4 separate regions of the Mus musculus genome follow, and all the other regions are linked to region 3. A link is a contact called in public ChIA-PET, HiChIP or PLAC-seq and promoter capture Hi-C data. All regions are on one chromosome and are shown on one strand. The core of a region is the stretch at or near the end of the contact, and the rest is flanking DNA. Distances in the headings are between cores, read along the strand shown. Region 1 holds the start of Nfam1 (Nfat activating molecule with ITAM motif 1). Region 2 overlaps Nfam1 (Nfat activating molecule with ITAM motif 1). Region 3 holds the start of Cyp2d22 (cytochrome P450, family 2, subfamily d, polypeptide 22). Region 4 overlaps Gm41366 (a long non-coding RNA gene).

What was found. Promoter capture Hi-C pulls out the DNA fragments that hold promoters and counts their contacts. ChIA-PET counts read pairs in DNA pulled down with a chosen protein or histone mark. HiChIP or PLAC-seq counts read pairs in DNA pulled down with a chosen protein or histone mark.
Region 1: an H3K27ac HiChIP or PLAC-seq map of microglia shows a contact between it and region 3, with 5 times the contacts expected there. The contact joins the promoter of Nfam1 here to the promoter of Cyp2d22 in region 3. A contact is called at or near these places in 6 of 39 promoter capture datasets (3T3-L1-derived adipocytes, cranial neural crest, embryonic stem cells and 2 more), 5 of 115 datasets of contacts at active chromatin or transcription factors (astrocytes, embryonic stem cells, microglia and 1 more) and 3 of 9 other capture datasets (embryonic stem cells, liver and pancreatic islet).
Region 2: a promoter capture Hi-C map of trophoblast stem cells shows a contact between it and region 3, with 4 times the contacts expected there. The contact joins the enhancer-like site here to the promoter of Cyp2d22 in region 3. A contact is called at or near these places in 3 of 39 promoter capture datasets (embryonic stem cells and trophoblast stem cells) and 1 of 115 datasets of contacts at active chromatin or transcription factors (bone marrow-derived macrophages).
Region 4: a contact with region 3 is called in an RNA polymerase II ChIA-PET map of memory CD8 T cells, with 5 read pairs. The contact joins the enhancer-like site here to the promoter of Cyp2d22 in region 3. A contact is called at or near these places in 2 of 39 promoter capture datasets (cranial neural crest and embryonic stem cells), 1 of 484 Hi-C or Micro-C datasets (embryonic stem cells), 4 of 115 datasets of contacts at active chromatin or transcription factors (embryonic stem cells, memory CD8 T cells, neural tube and 1 more) and 1 of 9 other capture datasets (adipose tissue).

The regions. Positions count from the first base shown.
Region 1 is chr15:83,030,021-83,034,780 of GRCm38.p6, forward strand. It overlaps Nfam1 (Nfat activating molecule with ITAM motif 1), which reads right to left and starts at 3,377. Exons shown (of 6, transcript NM_001271411.1): 1 at 3,093-3,377. The coding sequence starts at 3,210. It overlaps Gm32620 (a long non-coding RNA gene), which reads left to right and starts at 3,296. Exons shown (of 3, transcript XR_384275.3): 1 at 3,296-3,484; 2 at 4,239-4,332.
Region 2 is chr15:82,998,799-83,003,722 of GRCm38.p6, forward strand. Nfam1 (Nfat activating molecule with ITAM motif 1) reads right to left here. Exons shown (of 6, transcript NM_001271411.1): 5 at 2,617-2,703; 6 at 1-997. The coding sequence ends at 938. Among named protein-coding and RNA genes, the nearest start is that of AW121686, 20 kb to the left of the region's middle. Within about 2 kb of position 2,108, at least 1 of the 459 cell types and tissues checked has an H3K27ac peak or open chromatin away from gene starts, as enhancers often do. A contact at or near this core is called in trophoblast stem cells, where this site is marked.
Region 3 is chr15:82,378,380-82,383,063 of GRCm38.p6, forward strand. It overlaps Cyp2d22 (cytochrome P450, family 2, subfamily d, polypeptide 22), which reads right to left and starts at 1,881. Exons shown (of 10, transcript NM_019823.4): 1 at 1,699-1,881.
Region 4 is chr15:83,073,284-83,078,334 of GRCm38.p6, forward strand. Gm41366 (a long non-coding RNA gene) reads right to left here. Exons shown (of 3, transcript XR_875504.1): 3 at 2,393-3,191. Among named protein-coding and RNA genes, the nearest start is that of Gm41366, 6.4 kb to the right of the region's middle. Within about 2 kb of position 2,883, at least 25 of the 459 cell types and tissues checked have an H3K27ac peak or open chromatin away from gene starts, as enhancers often do. A contact at or near this core is called in memory CD8 T cells, where this site is marked.

The DNA.
Region 1 (4,760 bases), core at 2,127-4,626, 650 kb after region 3:
GTGCCTGTGTGCAACCTCACTTGCTCTGTCCTCCTCTGGGTCCAGCCCCCAGCCCATGGCCTCTCCAGCAGGCAGCCCCCCAACTCCCCCTCCTACAACAACTCCCCCCCCCCAGCACTCCCTGAGCCTGCCACTGCCTCTCTGCCTCTCTGCAGGCCTCTGCCTCCCAAGCTCTTTATTGGGATTAAACGAAGATGAAAGGCAGAGCCCAGTGGTGACAGAGGCTGGAGGGGCAGGAAGAGAGGCAGGAAGCCTTGGCTTGCAGAAGGCAGAGCAACTATTCATGTTTGGGAACAAAGAGAGTGGTGACATCTGAGGCCAGAGAGCACAGGCAGATGCTCGAATGAGCTCCATCTGGGTCCTGTTCCCTGGGACAAGTCTCATGATTTCTACCCAGCTGAGACTGTGGGCCTGGGGCTTGTACACCTCTGTTCCCTGAAGGGTCTAGAGACCTGTGGCCTGGGAGGCTCTGCAGGCCACTTCCTCTTCCGTTGGTATTTGAGAGCGAAATCAGTAAAGCTCAGAGCTTGAAAACAGTCGAAAGAGAAAAGAGACTGACATTAGTCAAAGACACTGAGGCCCAGAGAGGGTAAGCGGGTTACCCCAGTCAAAAGAGGTGACAGTCCCAGCATCTGAAACATTCAGGCAGGAGGATGGGTGGAGAGTTTGAGGCCAGCCAGGGCTATACAGTAACTTCTGGCCAGCCTGACTTATACAACCAAACTCAAACTACACATTCAATTCTTGTCTTAAAGAAAGCAATCGAGAAACAGAGAGAGAGAGAGAGAGAGACAGACAGACAGACAGACAGACAGACAGAGACAGAGACAGAGACAGAGACAGAGACAGACAGAGATGGAGATGGAGTCAGACAGACAGACACAGAGAGATCACACATATGGGAGAGCTCTTAAAGCCTAAAACAGGGGTACGGGGCGGAGCAGAAGCTGTGATAGACAAGGGGCAGGAGCAAGAGAGGAGGCTGTGTGTTCCTGTAATGGGCTCCAGAAGGCAGGGAGCAGGCTTCCCCCTCCCATGCAAGAGCAGGAAGAACTTCTCAGTAGTGGACCGTTTGTTGCAATACATGGCCAAAAAAAAAAAAAAAAAAAAAAAAAAAAAAAATCTGTTTTTGTTTGTAGCTCATCCTCTTTCAAAATAGCTTCCCCGAAGCTGCAGTAGCTTGGCCAGAAAAGCCTCCTCTAATTCAGTGCCTTGGCCTTAGGAGGGAAGAACCACACAGAGAAAAGACAGGACTTCAGGGACATTGAGTTCAAATGACTACGTGGGAATTCTTTTTATTTTTCCAGGGATGATGGTTGTTGAGGCACAATCTCACTCTGTGGCCCTCGCCAATCTGGAACTAATAGCAATCCTCCTGCCTCAGCCTTCTGAGTCCTGGGATTACAGGCACCAGCCACAACATCTCACATAAGTGGAAGTTCAACCACTGTCAACAGCAGGTCCATTCTACCTTTTCGCTGTCTTTTCATGGTCTGGAGTGGGTGGGCAATGTAGGTTGAGCAAGAGTAAAGAAGACAGGCCACAGGGTTGGTACCCAAACTGCTCTAGAGGCTACGTGTTGGCTCCTGCCTCCTCAGAGTAAAGTTTCCTGGGGAGAATCTTCCTTGCAAAGAAAAGTGATCTGGTCGATCAGCGGAGCCCAGTGGGCAGGGGAGGCTGAGGCTGAGGCTGACCCTGGCCTGCAGCCTGACTTCTGAATTTTCTGCTGTCTGACTCCACACATGTTGATAGACATCCCTGGGTTTGTCTCCCTGTCAGTGAGATGATGCTGAGGACATTAAAGGCTCACTACACGCTAATTCCTGATGGTCAGATATAAATGAAAAAGGGGACATGACATAATCCAGGGACAAAGAACCCCCAGTCACCTCATCAAAGTCAAAGTGGCACCGAGGAGAGGCGTTGGTGGACAAAGTGCTCACAGCATAAGTGTAAGGACCAGAGTTCGAAACCCTGGAATTCGAATAAAGCAGAGTAGCACGTGTCTCTGATCTTATTGTTCCTGCCACAAGACAGGAAGCAGAGACAGAATCCTTGGAAGCTTGCAGGCCAGCCAGCCTGGCATTCACAGCAGTGACAGACAGACAGACCAGACAGACGGATGGGCGGGTGGGTGGGCAGGCAGACAAACAGACAGGCAGGCAGGCTATTTCAAACAGGTAGAAGGCAAGGATGTTCACCCGAGGCTGGCCTCTGACCTTCGTAAACTCACCTCGGCACACACAGGCACACGCACACACACACATGATTTATAAAATAAATAAGTAAAGTCAAACAGAGAACAGTTAGTACTCAGCCTCCACAGTGGAGTGTCCCTGGGTCAGCAATGGACCAGCTGCTAGCCAGGCCAAGGCAAGAACACATAGTGCCTGACAGACATTACCCAGCACCACCAGGGAACACACCTGAGAGGGACACCCTTGGAGGTGCGCTGGCCTAGATAAATTGGCCTCTACCCCACAGCTTGCTTTGAATCCAGACCTCCCAGCTTCCAAGGGAGCCTGGAACTAGGATAGGACAGCAGTGTTGGCCCTGGGGAGATTCGCTGGTCATAAAATCCTTGGCCTCTGACTGCATTTTAGAAAGTGCTAAGTGTGACCCTTTCTAGTGTGGCCCCAGGATGCCGTGCTCTGACTGCCTTTCTCTGTATTCACCAACCACCACCAGCAGCACCCAGGGCAGCTCCACCACCTGGCAGATTCAACAGAACTCCTCTACCACAGTAGCCTTGTAAGAGCTGTCTTTTCCATGGACTCCACACCTGACCTCAAAAACACAGCACCCACCTTCCTTATTTAAGGACCAGGAGGCCTAAGCTATGCTGTCAGGAAAGCTGTTAACACTGGGGTGAAGACACAGCACCGTCCCCCCACAACCCCTTCAAATGCCACCTTGACGAGGCATTAGCTAAATATCTTCTCAGTCCCCGAAGGCTTCCCACATGAAGTCTACAATGTTCAAACGCAACCAGCAAATCCCCAGAGACAGGTCCCGGGAATTAGCTGTTCCCGCTGGATGAAAGTCACTCTGATGTATGCGAACAAGAGGACGTGAGAAGGAGACAGACTTGCCTGTTAGCTGCAGGGTCTGGGGCACCGGCAGCAAACAGAGGAAGCACCAGGCTGGGAGCCAGCTGGGTGGGTGCAGGCATCGCACTCGGGCCCCACGTCGCAGAAGCCAGCTCTCCATGGAATACCGTGCGCCAAGCTGGACACTTATCAAAGCCTGTTCCTCCTTCCGCTTCAGGTCACTGCAGACTAAGGCCCCTGCTGGCAGCTAGAGTTCCCTTTTGTGTCCCCATAAGTTCCTCCTCTGGACACCCTTCTGCTTCCTCAAGGCGGTTCCTCTCAGAAACCCTGACCTCCCTCTGAAATAGCGGAAGCAACCTTGGTGAGGGGTTCCAACAGATAAACAGCCTGGGGCTCCAACTCATCCAAGCCACACAGTGGGAAAAGAGCATGCGGTAGGAACCTTGGCTTTCCCGGGCTTCTGGGGCCTCCTTAGTCCCTCGCAGCAGAGGACCCTGTCCTGGAAGCTGGGTGGCCATGCTCCTTAGGTCTGAAACCCTAAAAATGACCATAATCCCACCTGCTCAGACATCCCTGCAAGGTCCCTGCCATCCCTTGAGAAGGTGTCCTGAAGGGGGGGTGGGGTGGGAGTGGGGGGAGCCTAGGGTGGGGGAAGAATAAGCAGAGGAGTGGCAGACTGGGAGGCTGAAGGGCCTTAAGCCACTTGTCCCAGCCTCCGGAGGGAATTTAACACATCCTGGAGTGAGAGACAGTAGCTGGTTCTTCGGAGGAACTCCTCTTGATCCACCTGAACTGATACGCCTCCTCCTCCTCCTCCTCCTCCTCCCACTCCTCCTCCTCCTCCTCCTCCTCCTCCCACTCCTCCTCCTAGGGTGGGGGGGGGGCTCCCTAACCCGACTTCACCCCATCCCCACCCAAGAGGAGACACAGGCCCCTGACTGCCTCCTTCCTTATCAGCTCTGCTCTCGAAGCCCCCATGGCGCTAGAGGTCTCAGTACTGGGACAGTGATGGCTTCCTATGAGGGGGGGAGGGGCCATCCTCTGCAGACTCTAGGGAGAACTCCTAAGGTCCTGGAGCCCCGTGTCTGTTTTGTGACCTGAAAGGTAGGGGCTGAGAGGACAAGGGGAGAAAAGCAGCAGGAAAGAAGTTGAGGGCCAGACCTGCTGAGTCTCGACTTTTCTCATTAGAGCCGTGAACCCAAGAGAGCCCTGAGTAGCCCCACCACACCAGTGAGAGACTTCAGCATGAAGAGGTGAAGCAGCTAGCTCATGATCCCGGCAGGTCTGTGGGGCATAAATGAGAAGGACAGATAGATTTTTACCTGGATTTTCTTTGCCACTTGTGCCAGTGTGGTGGAGGCTGGGCACGTGGCTGATGTTCCCCCCCTCCCCCACCCTTTCATATCACCATGGGGGCTTCTGTCAGTACCTTGCCTAAATCCCTTCCCCTTGGCCTCTGCACAGTTAACAGTGAAAGCTGCAGGGTGTTTGGGAGCAAGAACCCTGAGACTGGTGTGCAGAGGCAAGCAGCCATAGGCCACCCACCCGCAGAGGAAGATGTGTATGAACAGGAGAAGAGGCAGCGCGAAGGGGCGGGCTGGGACCCAGGCGGTATTGGCTGTTGATCCATCAAGGTGATACATGATCACAAGTGTCACAGCGAAGCATGGATAATCTGCTTCACGCCGCTCCCCAGCTCCTGCGGGGAGC
Region 2 (4,924 bases), core at 858-3,357, 620 kb after region 3:
AGCTGAACCACTGAGGAAAGACAGCTAGGCTGCTCTCTGTCTTCAGGGGAGGCGAGATGGGCCAAAAGCAAATTAATAAAGACAGAGGAAAAGAACATGAAGCTGCAGGTGGTGGGGTCAGAGTAGGCCACAAAGAGGAACTGGGGGAACTGGGTCTAAGAGTAGAATAAGGAACAGAGAGGCCTGTAGAGCTTAGGGTGAGGCACGGTGAGGTGTGTGCCCACACATGCTGATGTTGGAAACTAGCTCAGGGTTCTCGTTGGGGGAGGGGCGCTCCGAGATTCTCCTCTCTCACCAGCATGTATGGAACCTCCCTGCTCCTGGTCCTGGTTCATCTCTGCTTGCCATATCCGCAGCCTCCATATCTGGCCCTGGGCCAGTCAGCTTTGGTGCAGTTCTTTGATGCCCATTCTTCATCTCTCCTTAGCCAGTCCACTCAGCATGTGCCCACCCTGTACAAGCTTCTGGGCTAGCCGAGGAGCTGGAGTGACTCAGTGGCCAGGCAGAGCCCTAACAGGGGTCCTGCTATGTCCTCACAGGACCACGTCTGCCTGGGGACCAAATTGGGAGGCCGATGCCACGACAGCCACATACACAGCTCTGCAGGGGTGGCAGTAAGGGGTGAAGAGGAAAGAGATGCGATCCACAAGAGCCCCGTGGGACTGAGGACCACTTTGTCCATGGAGAAATGGCCAGGGGAGGAATGGCTTTCCTGATGGAAGAAACAGCCTGGGCAAAATCCCAGAGACATTAACAGTTCAGGCTGGGATGCAGAATGTGAGAGCAGACCAGGCCAAGATGGGGAAAGCCCTGCTGTGCAGGTAAGGTGATGATGGCCTGTCCTGAAGGCCCTACTCCTGACCCAAAGCAGGTCCTTAGACAAGAGCTGTGGCTCTGGGGTCCTAATTCAAGACAAGTCTCGGAGCCTGTAGAATTTCTAGAGATTTTCATAGACAAGGTTAAATTCGTTGTCATCCTCAAATCTATTCAGCTTCTCCTAGGAGAGGAAGAGAGGGAGAGAGGGAGGGGAAAAGAGAGGAAAATATTAGTCAGGAAAAGAACAAATGTGAACCAATGTTTGTTGAGTTGAACTCACTGTGTAGCCCAGGCTGGCCTTGAACTTATCCCATCTTTCTGTCTCCACCTCCTGAGTGCTGTGGGGGTGGAGTGGGGAGGGGTTATAGGCGCGAGCCACCATGCCTGGCTTTGAATTTGTAGTGATTTAGTTTTGGTCGAGGGGGCAGGCAGAGAACTTCCCAAGAGTCACTTCCACAAGAAACATGGCCTTTGTCCCCAAACCCACCTCGTCTCCTGACATGCCTCTCCATACCTACCCTCCACCCTCCAGTTACACCAGGCTATCCCTAGTCAGCTCCCCTAGCCTCTCCCTCATGATTTTCCTTTGGTCCGGAATGTGAGCTCTTCCATGCAGCCACGCAGCACCTAGCTACTGGAATTCATCTTACAAGGTATACTTCAAGATCTCAAGAGGACCAGGGGTAGTATAGGGGGCAGAGGAGGACACTGGGAAGAGAGGAGGGATGGGAAACTACAGCCAGACATATTAATTAATTAATTGATTAATTGATTAATTAATTAATTGGACCAGAGAGCCCTCCTTTCTCCTCCCCCTAACCTGACCTTTCCACAGGACCAGTCCCTCTGGCCTACCAATATCTCTGCATGCCCTCTGAGTCAGTAGTTTATTCCCACAGAGTAAGCTCCCAGAAGGCAGGGTACCTCACCTTCCTGTCTAGCACCCCAGAACCTAATCCTGTATAGACAGCGACTGAGATGGAACCCAAATCTTCAGTGGTCCAGGGTGGGAGTGCTTCCGGTTAGGGACTAGTTCAGGGTTTCTAGACCTAGAGAGTCAACAACAAACACTTCCAGCCTGGGCTGAGAATGGCAGAGCACCAGATTTTGTACTCCATGAAGCTTCTCCAGCATGCTCACAGACAGACCACCCACCTTGCAGGCCTCCCACACCAGCTGGACCACACCGCTGCCCTGTAGAGTTCAAAGCTCCAGTGCTCATGTTACTCCTGGATTCTGGAAAACGCTGGTAGCGCAGGTCAATATGACTCACCCACTTTACAGATGAGCAAACTGAGGTTTAAGAAGGAAGTGTGACTAAGGAATGAGCCCAGGGCCCTGTTATAATGGCCGTCTTGAGCAGGCCAGCAAGAGCTGGCACTAGCGCACATATGAAAGGAAGCCTTATGCTCTCACCTGATTGACCAGTGTAGTCAACTGGCACAGTGCTCACCAGCATTAAGTATAATCGCCACCACACTGTGTGAGTGCACACTTGGTCCTAGGTAGCCCTCTCAGCACAGTGATCTGTCCTCACAGCAAGCCTGGGAGGTGAGGGTTACTCTGGCCAGGACACTCAAGCACAGAATGATAAATATCTCCTCCCAGGCTGCATGCAGGCAGCATCAAGCAAATTCAAAGCTCCCAGTCCACTAGGCCACTAGGGCAGCTTCTGGGGAGGGGGCCATTCAACTTCAGGTGGTCCAATTCTCTGGTCTATTAAATTCACATAGCATATCCATGGGTCAGAAGGTAAGACAGAAGGAACCAGGCTCCAGGGTCCCCAGCCCCAGGGCATACCTTGGTGGCTGGGCTTTGGCTGAAGACAGGGCTTCCAGTCTCTTCCTTCATACAGGCGTAGACCTCCGTCTCTCGACGCTGTAGGGACTGCAGGAAATAGGGTACCGGGGTCAGTGGCAGGTACAGAGAAAGGCCGTCCCCAGGTTCCTGGAGCAATCCTTCCTGCCTGTTGTTAACCTGATGTGCTGTGGAAGCCCAGGGGAGGACAATGCCCCCCCCCCCCCACACACACACACTGTCCCCATGTTGTGAGCAGTCACACCGTTAAAACTGTCAGTCATAAGCCACCTAAGTCCCTGTCCTAATTGTACGATGAGCTGCTTCTGTCTGTACCTCACAACTTCTCCTCAAGCACCACCATCAACCCTGGACTCTGTCCAGACTTGCACCTGGCTGGTGAAAGGACACGCCTTTTTTGTCGACCATCTCTGCTGGTCCTTAGGTCCCTGAGGCCCTAGCAGCGGGGATTCCTCTGCATAACACTCAGGCCCCCCTGCTAACTTCAGCCCTCACTCACTCCCTGGTTCAGACTCTGCCGGTGAGATAGCCATCCACCTTCCAAGTCTCCTCTTCCTCATCACCCATCCTGGGCTCACAGACATCCGAGACACCCAAGAGAGGCTCTCATTCCTCACCCATCAATCCTATGCCTCGCTGGAGGAATCCAGAGTCCAACTCCAGAGCCCAGTACATGCTTCTCTCTCCCAGTCATTTCCCTTCATCCCTTCAGCCATCCTCTCTGGCTAGCTAAGCTCCACTCAGTCTCTAATGGAAATGCATGCTTCCACTCTCCCCTCTGACCACCTGCAAATCCATGACCAGAGAGAGAACTTCCCCTGGGGCTCTCTGTAGTAGCCCACTCCCCAATGCACATCCATAACCTTCAGTCTTGGGACCCTCCTGGGGATAGGGACCATGCCTGGTTTGTCTCCTAACTCTATAGCTGGACTTGGCACACCAAGAATACCGCCAAATGAGAGTTGGCAAGGGAACACCTTACTAGGTGTTGTGGGCCAGTTCACTTTAGAGTCTTTAGAGACCAAACCACAGATTCCAAGATGGTGAGAAGAACCAGGCTTTGAAGACAGACAAGACCGGGTTCGGTTTTTGGCTCTGATATCTGCAACCACAGGAAGCTTCTTTGTTTCTCTGTGCCTCGGTTTCCCCATCCACAAAACGGAAACTATCACATCTGTCCTGCAGACCCAACACATGAATAAACATGAGCTTGCACATAAGGAGCCTTGCACAAAGTTAGGCAAATAGTAGTTGCTTAATATACAGTTGCTTGATGGTCACTAGGGAAGGCACAACGTTCCCCTTCTCTGTGACCCCAGCTGGGGTATATCTGGGCTCTAGAACAGAGCTTGCAACGGCCCAAGCAAGAGGCAGAAGCATTCCCTTCCCTGGTGTACTTGTCAGATGGATGCCGGCTTGTTGCCAAGGAGGCGGTTTCCCTGGCAACAGTCAAGCAGGGGTTGGTGAGGCAGGCTGGAGAGACAGGTGGTGCTCAGAGGCAGGAGGAGGGTGGAGACGTGGGAGGGGAGAAGGGAAGAAAGCACCCAGAGGTAGCCACACATGAAAACCCCTGTAATAAACCATTTGGCACTTGGGAGACCCTAACTTCAAGGGCATCAGACATGGGTGGTATAGATGTCCTGAGGACTGTTCACAGCATCTCTGAGCCAGATACAGGGTGGAGTCTGCGAGAGGATTTTCCAATCTGCCTCATTTCCAAGGCCTGGTCTGACAAGTGTGGGTCTCTGCCTGTCCAGAGCCCTGGCCTCCTCTCAGCACACAGGACGGGACATGTTGTCCAGTCACACTGTGACCTTTTAAACCCTCCTCAGACCTGACAAAGCTGGACATCACAGGTGGTTCCCCCTCATGTGTCCACTCTTAGGGGCTGCCCCAGCAGGTGCAAGCCCAGAGAAGCCAGGGACGGAAAAAAAAAAAAGGGAAGGGCACCCTGTTCCTGGTGTCTGTGCTCCAAAAGGCAAGGGCGCGCTCACTTAGCTGCGGCAGAGTGGAACCTTTGCTGGTCCTGACCTGCTGGCTATATTTGCATTCAGGGTATGACCTGCTGTGCAGGCTGGGAAATGCAGGGTAAGGCGTTATCAGCAGGACACTTCTGAACCTCCGATCCCGCTCTGTCTTCCTGGCCTTCCTCAGGAATGGGATCAGGTATGGTGGGAGAAGCTGCCTGCCTCAACTCTGCACTGCAGGGCTACACTGGATTAGACTGGGCTATCTGAATGTCTCCACGCTAGGGCTCTCTTGGGCTTGGCGCTCCCTGGTCACTTGTCTG
Region 3 (4,684 bases), core at 631-3,130:
TGAATAAAAAGACGACCCTGCCCGTTGAACAGCATTTCTGACAGTGGAGAGAAATCTCTTAGGACATGCCTCTTCTCTCCCTGCCAGACAGCTGGATAGGATGAGGGGTCGGTGGTTTGTAGCTGAGTAAAAATGTACTTGGACCCAACTGTCTCAAAGTCGTAACCTCTGATTCATCATCAGCGTGAACTTGCGAACTGTGCCCTAGAGCTTAGAAATCACACACGGAACTGGCAGTCTGAAACCGGGCAAGCTATAGCAGTATAAAAGCCTAACACAGAGCACAGAAGCTGGTGACCCACTTTAGTCACTGTCAACACTTGGAAAACATTCCATTCACTTTCTCTTGAAACATTGTGTTCCATTAAGAATTACTCCAAAACCTTTAGTTCAGCTGCTCTGCTGTTCTCCTTGGGAGCCCCAAGGCAACTCTTTCTAGCTCCTTCAGACAGTCCCTGCAGGAAAAACCTCCGACCCTTCACACCCTCAGAGCTGGGGGGTGGGTGGGCAGTAACACTTTCAAAACTTCAGGGCTAAATACACACGGTAGTTTACTTGTAAGCAGCAGGATTGCATCAAGTTCAAGGCCAGCCTGAGCTACGGTATGGAATCTGGTTTAAACCCACGAAACCAACAGCTGGGAAGGAAAGCAAATCTCTAGAATAGTCTGTTAGTTAACATAGGCAAGAACTGTAGGACACTTGGTGCGAGGAATGCTTGGCTGTTTACAGAGAGAATACTCCAGTGTCTGCTGCTGCCCTGACACCCACAAGAACTGGGTGGGCTGCTGGGTAGGGACAGCCATGATAGAGTACAAGGTATTAACTGTACATTCTAGTTGGTGATAGAAAAAAAAAGGGAATTTCTACACTGAACATACAAGGAATTTCACTCCCTTTTTTTCTATCCTTCCTTCCTTCCTTCCTTCCTTCCTTCCTTCCTTCCTTCCTTCCTGTTTTGAGACAGAGTCTCACTATGTAGCTTTGGCTGTTTTGGAACTCACTATGTAGACATGTAGACCAGACTGTCATAGAAACTCACAGAGATCCTCCTGCTCCTGCTTCCCATGTGCTGGGATTTTGTGCCCAGCTCAGTGTAGATTTTTTTTCCTAATTAAATGGGGGTGGATCCTCTAAGCCAATCACTGACAACAACATCCCAGTTCCAGGGGGTGCAGCAGAGTTTGTGAGGTCCAGGGTCCACTCACCGTCCCCACCCTCTTTTCCCCACCTTCGCTGAGCCCCAAAGGGCAAAAAGAGAGGTCTTCGGAGAGAGGTCTGGTTTGCTTAGGTACCGCCTGTCCCTGATAAGGCTAGAATGCACGCCAAAGGGCAGGTTATGCAAAGGTCCAGGGTCAGGCTCCACTCTGCTTACTATAGGACAGAGATTCTCAGCCCTGCGGCCTGGCTACAGGCGGGTTCCCAGGCTCTGTGTCTTAGGGGATGAGCCCTTCAAAACCTGCCCTCTATCAGACTCTAGGAGGTTCTAGCATCTTAGCCTCAGCTTGGGACAATGGAAAACAGTTTACTCGGAGGCCCTTGGAGGTTCCCCTCTGCCCACTCCAGCCCCGCCCAGGGGGAGGGACTGCTACGCTCCAGTGCCAAGGTAGCCCCAGCGCAGGGGTTGGGGTGGGGGCCCGCCTCGCACCCCTTGTACAGCGAATGGGCAGACCCGCAACCCTGCAACCCTTGCCTTTACCGGTGCGTTCTGAAACTCAGCCGAGGAGAGGCAAGAGGTGTCTGGAGCCTCGCAGGAACAGGAGGAGTAGGAGCTCGAGGAAAAAGGGCAACTCAGGAGGATTCACTCTGAGGTGGAGGGGGAGTTGTGAGGAGCAGCAACTCTGAAGAGGAGGGCACGTTCTGACGGGGAGGAGGAAGAGGAGGAGGCGGGAGAGGAATGGGGTTGGGGGGGGGGGGAGAAGAGGAGGCGGGGGAGGAGGGGAAGGAGGCGGAGCAACTCTGAGGAGGATGATACATTCTGGGGAGGAGGCTTCCACTCTGAGCATGAGGGGGACACTCTGAGGAGGCGGATCCACTCCCGGGAGGTGAGACCGATTTGAGGAGGAGGAGGAGGAGGAGGAGGAGGAGGAGGAGGAGGAGGAGGAGGAGGAGGAGGAGGAGGAGGAGGAGGGGGGGCCTTCCTGGGAGGAGGCACTGCAACGAGGAGGCGGGGCTCTGAGTAGGAGGCTTCAGCCCTGACAGGTCCAAGGTCAAAACCTTGCTATCTCCCCCAGCACCCAGAGAGCCCCCTGGGACTTAGCTTGTGCTCCCAGAGGGATTAGGGACCACAGTGAGCGACAGATGGTTCTTGTGGACACTGAAGACAGAGGGAACTGCAGTGAGAATGTAAAAAGCAGTCATTCATTCACCCTTTACACACACGGGGATCATGCTGAGATTAAGAGTTAATTTTTCATCAGTGACCACAGAGACCGGAAGACCACACACAGGATAACACACGCACATCCTGAAGAACATCATCCACATGTTCTTTGTTAAGAATAAAGAAATGTCCTTCGGGAATTAAGTAGTAAGCAGGTCATTTCCAGATAAATGTAGAAGGTCATTGGTGTCAGTGGACTTAGCATACAGGGCGCAGTAGAGGGAGTTCTCCATGCTGAAACGAAGTGATGCTAGCCAGTTAACTCACAGCCATAGAAGAAATGAGCACAGGGCGCAGTAACAACGCGGTAAAAGTGCTAGCGTGCTTCGGGTTGTAAGGCCTTTCTTTTTGTCTGTATGCCTGAAAACCGATGCATAGAACACCAGTTACAAGTCTGTCTTCATGAGTACAAAACATATAAACATGCTATCTGTGGCAAAGATAGTATAGCGGGGAAGGGTGAGAGACTAGACGAGATGTCCTGTGTCTGTATACTACAGAAGGTAACTTGTTATTCAAATAAGGTTTTTGTAAGTTTAAGGTGTTGTTTTATGCCTGGCAGCTCACTGGTCAGCTATCCTGGGATATGTAATGTGGCAGTAACAGCAAGGGAGACCCTGCCTTAACAAGGAGGGAGATGAGAACGGAATCCCAGATGTTGTCCTTTGACCTCTCTAGATGGCATCTCCCCCAACTCCATGTACACACCCTAACAATAAGTTTTAAAAGATGCTGATTTAATCCCCAAAGTAAATAATGGGAATCAAATAAAATAAAAAAAAATAAAACAAATAAAAAAAAATAATAAAACAGAGATGAAAGGAGGGTCAAAGAGGAACACTAAGATACCACTTACACAAGAAGGGCAAGGGGAGGGGAGGGGAAGAGGAAAGGAATGCAGAAATAAAAAGGAAACAGAAGAGGCGATGTATAGCTGTGACATGAACACTTGGATCAACAGTGACTTGGGGGGGGGGAAGGATTGGTTTCAGCTTACACTTCTAGGTCACAGTCCATCATAGGACAGTCATGGCAGAAGCTGAAGCAGGCACCACAGGGGATTGTAGCGTATTTTTGTAAATGTTGCTTTTTGCTTCCTATTTTTTCCTTTATATTCTTACCAATACTTTGTGAGTTCTTTTATCTGTCTCCTCACAATATGTTCTCTGGCTCTCAGCTCAGCTTCTCCTGGCTCAACTGTCACCAACTGTCTTCTCAGTCTGCTAGCCCAATTCACTTTCAACTGTCTCCTATTTTCACTCTTCAAAAATCTCTTCCCCTCTCTAGCCCTGTTCAGTTTTCTTTCCTCCTGCATCAACTGTCTTCTCTGACTCTACTCTTCTGTTTCCTGGACCTTACTTCTTCCTACTCCCCAATCCTAATACTCTCTCTCCCTCCTACAACTACTCTCTCTAGCTCCTTTCTCTCTGCTCTATTGTACTTGAAATCAAGCCTCCCATTCTGCCTAGCCACAATGGTAGCCACATGTCTTCCATTGTTTCTTTTTCTTTCAAACAGTCTGCCACATTAGGTGCCAAATGTAGCTTTTTGTAAGTGCTTCTTTTTGTTCTTTAATTCTTTTTCTTTTATTTTTAACAGCTACTTTGTATGCTAGAAGATCATTCTAAAATACCATCTTCCCTTTGCATAATGAGCCTACTAGGAGGATGAGTAGAAGCCAAATAACTAAAATATAGTCCAGTTTGGGATCTATGCAATCCAAATATGCATATTGGAGTCTCTTTTCTATTAAAGTTAACCCTTTCTCTTGTTTTGTTAGTGTTCATGGACTGTCTAAGTCTGAATTTCCTTGTAATGTTTGAGACAAATTACTTATGAGTAGTTAATCCAATGGTGGACTGTATCCAATTAACGTCTCCCATTGATTTTTGAAAATCATTGAGCTTGCAGCTGATCTCTTCTTATCTGTACCTTTTGTGGCTGACTTTTTGTTGACTTATTTCGTAACCTAGATAATGGATAGAATCTCCTCTCTGTATTTTTACAGAAGCAATCTGCAGATTCCAACAAGATAAAATTCTTTTTGCTTCACCAAACATTTCCTCTAAGGTATCTGTGTCCAAGTCAGCCAATAAAACATCATCCATGTAGTGGTAAAGAACAGATTGAGGAAATTGACTATGAATCATTTCTAGCTGTTGTTGCACAAAATATTGACACAAAGTTGGACTATTTAACAGTCCTTGTGGAAGAACTTTCCACTGATACCTTTTTGTAGGTTGTGCAGATAGGCACTGTGAAGAAAAAAATTTCCATCATCCTGCTCTTGCAAGGAGATAGT
Region 4 (5,051 bases), core at 1,633-4,132, 700 kb after region 3:
GTCCTGAGTTCAAATCCCAGCATGCAAGTGTGCATGCAGCTAGAGCACCCATATACATAAAATAATAAATAAATAAATAGTATTTTTAAAAAGAAAAAGACACACAGGATAGTCAGAGTTAGAGGAAACAGAAACAGGAGTCTATTGCTTGTTTAGATTCTCTCACAATTTGAAGGTAAAATGTCCCCTGTGGGCTCCTGTACTGAGCACTTGGCCCCCAACTGTTGGGACATTAGGAGGTGAGGTCTTGTGGAGGAAGCAGCTGGAGTTAGCTTCCTTTCTTTCTTTCTGTCAGCAGTGAGATGAATAGCCTTCTCAACCTGCCCTGGCTGACATGATGTTCTGCCTCTCTGTGAGCCAAGAACCATGGCCTGGGCCACGGGAGCTAAAATCCACAGCTCTTCCCTTTCAGTGTCTTGCTGAGCCAGCAGATCGGCCAGCAGGAAAAGGCTTCTCCTGCAAACTGGATGTCCTGAGTTCAATCCCTGGGACTCACATGGTAGAAGGACAGAACTGACTGACTATCACAAGGTGTTCTCTGACCCCCATGAGATGGCACAAATACATGCATGGGGGCATACACACACATATACACATAAACGCAGGCATGCCTGCACATACAAACACACAGGTACATTCACATACATACACACATACAGCAAGTACACACATGCACACATAATGCACACACTTGCACATGCAAACATACACCTGAGCACACATGCACATACATGCACACATATATACACACATGCACCATTTTTTAGAATGCTGATTATATTGAGTATTTTATCTCAGTGGTGGGAGGTATGACTAACATTCTATAAGAGCAAATACCAAGTCATTGGGTACTCTGATACTGGAGAGGGCTCTAAGCGCAGAGGGAAGAGGGTGTGAGGGAGACTACGGGAGTCTTAGACTCATCTGTGAAAAGACACAGAAGGAAAGAGGAAGAAAAAGAGATCGCAGACTCCAGCAAGGCTCTAAGAAGACTATGCCCAGGCCAAGCAACAACTGCCAGTGTACAGGAGTTGGGTGCCAGTCAGAAATGGCCTGACTCCAGGACTCCCTGGTGGAGTCACTGGCTGGGAGCCACCAGGGCAGGAGGAACAGGAATGTGGTTTTGACCTGAATGCCAAAGTGGCCTAAGGTACAACAGTCGGAGGGTGCCAGCCAACGGTGCCTCCCTCAGCAGGAGCCTTTGAAGACAAGCCTGAGTGACATGATGCCTGTGACTGTCACACAGAGGACACACTAACCACCCAGTACATGGTTATGAAGCAGCAGTTCAAAGCAGAGACAGTGGGATCAGTGGACAGCAACAGGCTGTGTCAGGAGTGGGAGGGCACACCTTTCCAAGTGCTCAAGAAGACTCAAACAATTGTGTATACAGCAGGTCACTGAACACAGCAAATGATACTTGGCCACAGGGCTGTGCTATTAGACATAGATCACAAAACTGTTTTAAACCCATGTTTTGACATTGCAGTTCATGAAGGAGCTACTATATGAGTTTAGGATGAACCAGTGTGGCAGCATAGGTCTGTATCCCCAGAACTAGGGGAGGTGGAGCCAGGAGGATCAGAGCTGGGCTGGCAGGGGGCTCAGCAAGTAAATACACCGGCCATACAAGTGTGTAAACCTGAGTGCCGTGCCCAGACACGTGTAAACACAGGTACACAGTGTGCCTGTGATCTTAGTGCTCCTATGGTGAGATGAAAGGCAGGAGAATCCCTGGAACTGGTGGGTCAGCTAAGCCTGGACCTTACCACAAACATCCCTGTCCCAAAAGGATGACGGTAAAAACTGTTACCCAAGGCTATCCCCTGACTTCCACATGTGTGTTGTGGCGCACACAACCACATACACACAAATGTATGCATATACATACAGACATCACACACGCACACACACACACACACACACACACACACACACATGCAAAAGAGTTCAAAGACAGCCATGGCTACATTGTCAATTTTAGGATAGCTGGTGCTACATAAGAGCCTGTCTTTTAAAAAAGTGTTTTTAAAGGTAAGGGAAACCTCAGAAGAAAACAAGAAACTTAAGAATGCCTTTAATTGGGGCTGGAGAGATGGCTCAATGGTTAAGAGCACTGATTGCTCTACCGAAGGTCCTGAGTTCAAATCCTAGCAACCACATGGTGGCTCACAACCATCTGTAATGAGATCTGATGCCCTCTTCTGGGGTGTCTGAAGACGCCTATAGTGTACTAACATATAATAAATAAATAAATATTTCTAAAAAAGAATGCCTTTAATCCCAACATGGGTGTGTATGTGGAGTGGGACAGAGGGATGTCTGAGTTTGAGGCCAGTCTGGTCTAGTCTACAGAATGAGTTCCAGAACAGCTAGGGCTACACAGAGAAACCTTGTCTCAAAACAAAACAAAACACAAAAAACAAAAAAGAAAGAAAGAAAAGGGAAGGGAAACAAGAAACTACTCAGAACTAAGACAGTGAGGTCATCAGGAGATGAACCTAGAAGGACATTCATTCTAAAGCAAGGCTCCGGGGAGGCGTAACCTTCAGTGCCCACCACAGAACAGAAAACCCAAGGCTGATAACTGGTAGCTGATAACAAAATAGGAAGGAGGGAAATCACAGAGGAAACAGATCTGTCAAGGATAAAACCAAGAGCGAATCAGTGGAGCCACAGCTGGATCCTCGAAGAGACGGGTATTGACAAGTCTCTGGCAAGAGCACCCTATAACGTGTGAGAAATGAACAAAGAAAAACCGCATAACGCAGCTAGAGCCGATTCAAAACCAACAATCGCTCACGTTTCTGAGCTGGCATCACGCCGCGTTCGATTGCGCAATGTGTGTTTACAGGTGAGATTGACTCCCACGTCCTCTGTGCCCCTCCGCCTGTGCCGCAGGACTTCCTGCCAGTCCCTCTGCCCGTTAGACATTCTCTTCCACGCCTGTGGTCAGGCTGTTTCCTGAGCTGGAAATGGCCTCCCTCTCCTATGCAAACAGTAAGATCCACAGCAGCCTCCTCAGGCTCTTCCTAACAACAACGTGCCTCCATCCGTCCTGCCTTCCCCATCACTAGGAGGACCAAGGATAGCGACATGCTCACTTGAAGAAGTCCACAAGTGGGTGGGGCTGGGGATGCGGCTCAGCTGGTAAAGTGCTTGCCGGCAAACACGATGAACTCTTCAGATCCCTAGAACACATTAAACACACACACACACACATAAATAAAGGCTAGGTGTGTACATTCAGAGAGTTTTCTCTGCTCCCATCAAACACATTTGCTTCTGCCCTCTTCCTGGCAGAGCATCTCCTGGTGATGTCTGCAGCCCCCTAAGTTTGAGCACATTATGTCTTGACTAAGGAATTGGTCAATTGACGGCTAAGGAGCCTCAAGACCCACCTGTGCCAGGCAAACCTCTGAGCCCTTGGCTGGTTTAAGCCTCACAGCCAATGACAGTGTGCACAGCCGTTTACAGCCGACAAGACAGAGGCCCAGGATGGACTGGGTGGGTGGAGTCGGGCCTTAAAGCTACACTGGGAAAGGCCATTCTATTCTGTTCCTTTAAAGTCAGATCCTGCAATGCCTGAAAGTTGCTATGGAGACCAAGCCAGTCTCTAACTTTCAGCAGCCCTTCTGCCTCTACCTCTGCCTCTCAAGTGCTGGTATTCCAGGGACATGTGCCATCACACTTGGCAAAATAGTTTTTCTTTTATTCTGAGACAGGGTTTCTCTGTGTAGCCCTGGCTGTCTAGGAACTTACTCTGTAGACCAGGCTAGCCTCAAACTCAGAGATTTGCCTGCCTCTGCTCCTGAGTGCCAGCATCCCTGCAGAGGCCATGGAAGGTGTGGATCTGCTGCAACTGGAGTTACAACCAGTTGTTGGTGGCCATGGCTGGGAACAGAACACCTATCTTCGAAAAGGGTAGCCAGTGCTCTTGACTGCTGAGCCATCTCTCCAGCCCCACAAAACTAAATCTTAAAAAAAAGAATGGCACATAGCCCCAGGCATGGTGGCTTTCGCCTGTGATCTGAGACAGGAATTTCATGAACAGCCTGGGCTACATAGTGATTTCCAGGCCAGCTTGGGCTATAATGTCAGACCTTCTGCGTAAACAACAATGACAACTTAAGAGAATGTCTCACAGACCAAGCAGACCAGCTGGCATGGCTAGATGGTCTAAGCGGGCTGTCGTTACATTTGCAAGTCTGCATCCACTGCCCACCCACCCCAGCTCTAGTAGTCTGTGACAACGAAGTAAGGACATGTCCTCAGGTGACCCTCACAGCCACAGTCCCTATAGAGTATTCCCAAGGTGAAATGGAAACTTAAGGATTCTTCAGAAAGTCAGTTGTGTTGGATGGTGTCTTGCTGGGGCAAACACTTGAAGGAACTTGAACACTTGAACACTTGAAGCAGACACAGGAGAAAGGATGTTCTGTTAAAGCAAGCACGTGAAATGACATGTGATGAGGATTCGTCCCTAAAGACAGGCATGTATTGGTCCGCCCTATATTGCATAGTTGTCCATTTGTCAGGACTCCTTAGAGGGAAACACCACATACACACAAACTTCTGATGGTGTGCTGAAGTTTTCTTGCTGCTCCAGAGGACTCGGGCTGATTGGCAGAGTGATGTCAGCTGAGTCAGACGCACATGGAAAGACCCATGGAGGACATGTGATGTTTGGAGGGAGGACGCAACAAACTGAGAAGAGCTTGGCTTGCTAGTAGAGCTAGCTATCTAGCTGTTCAACACTTGTTGGTCTTGCTTCTTGGCTGAGAGAACTTCTCCTGATGTCCCCCCTGGTCCCTCCTGCTGATTCCTGCCTTTTTGGCTGAGACCTGGCTGTTCTGCTAGGTAGTGCCACTTGCTGCTGTATCCTGGCTCTACCGAGCTTGACTGCTGGTGTACCTGTGAAGTGTTTGGGAGTGGATCGAGCTGCTGACCTGTGAGCTGAACTGCTGATTTCCTGACAACAAACAGGGTTTGCTCCAAAGAACAATTTCTAAACAAGTCCACTTCCCCTGTATCCTTTCTTTTCTGTGACC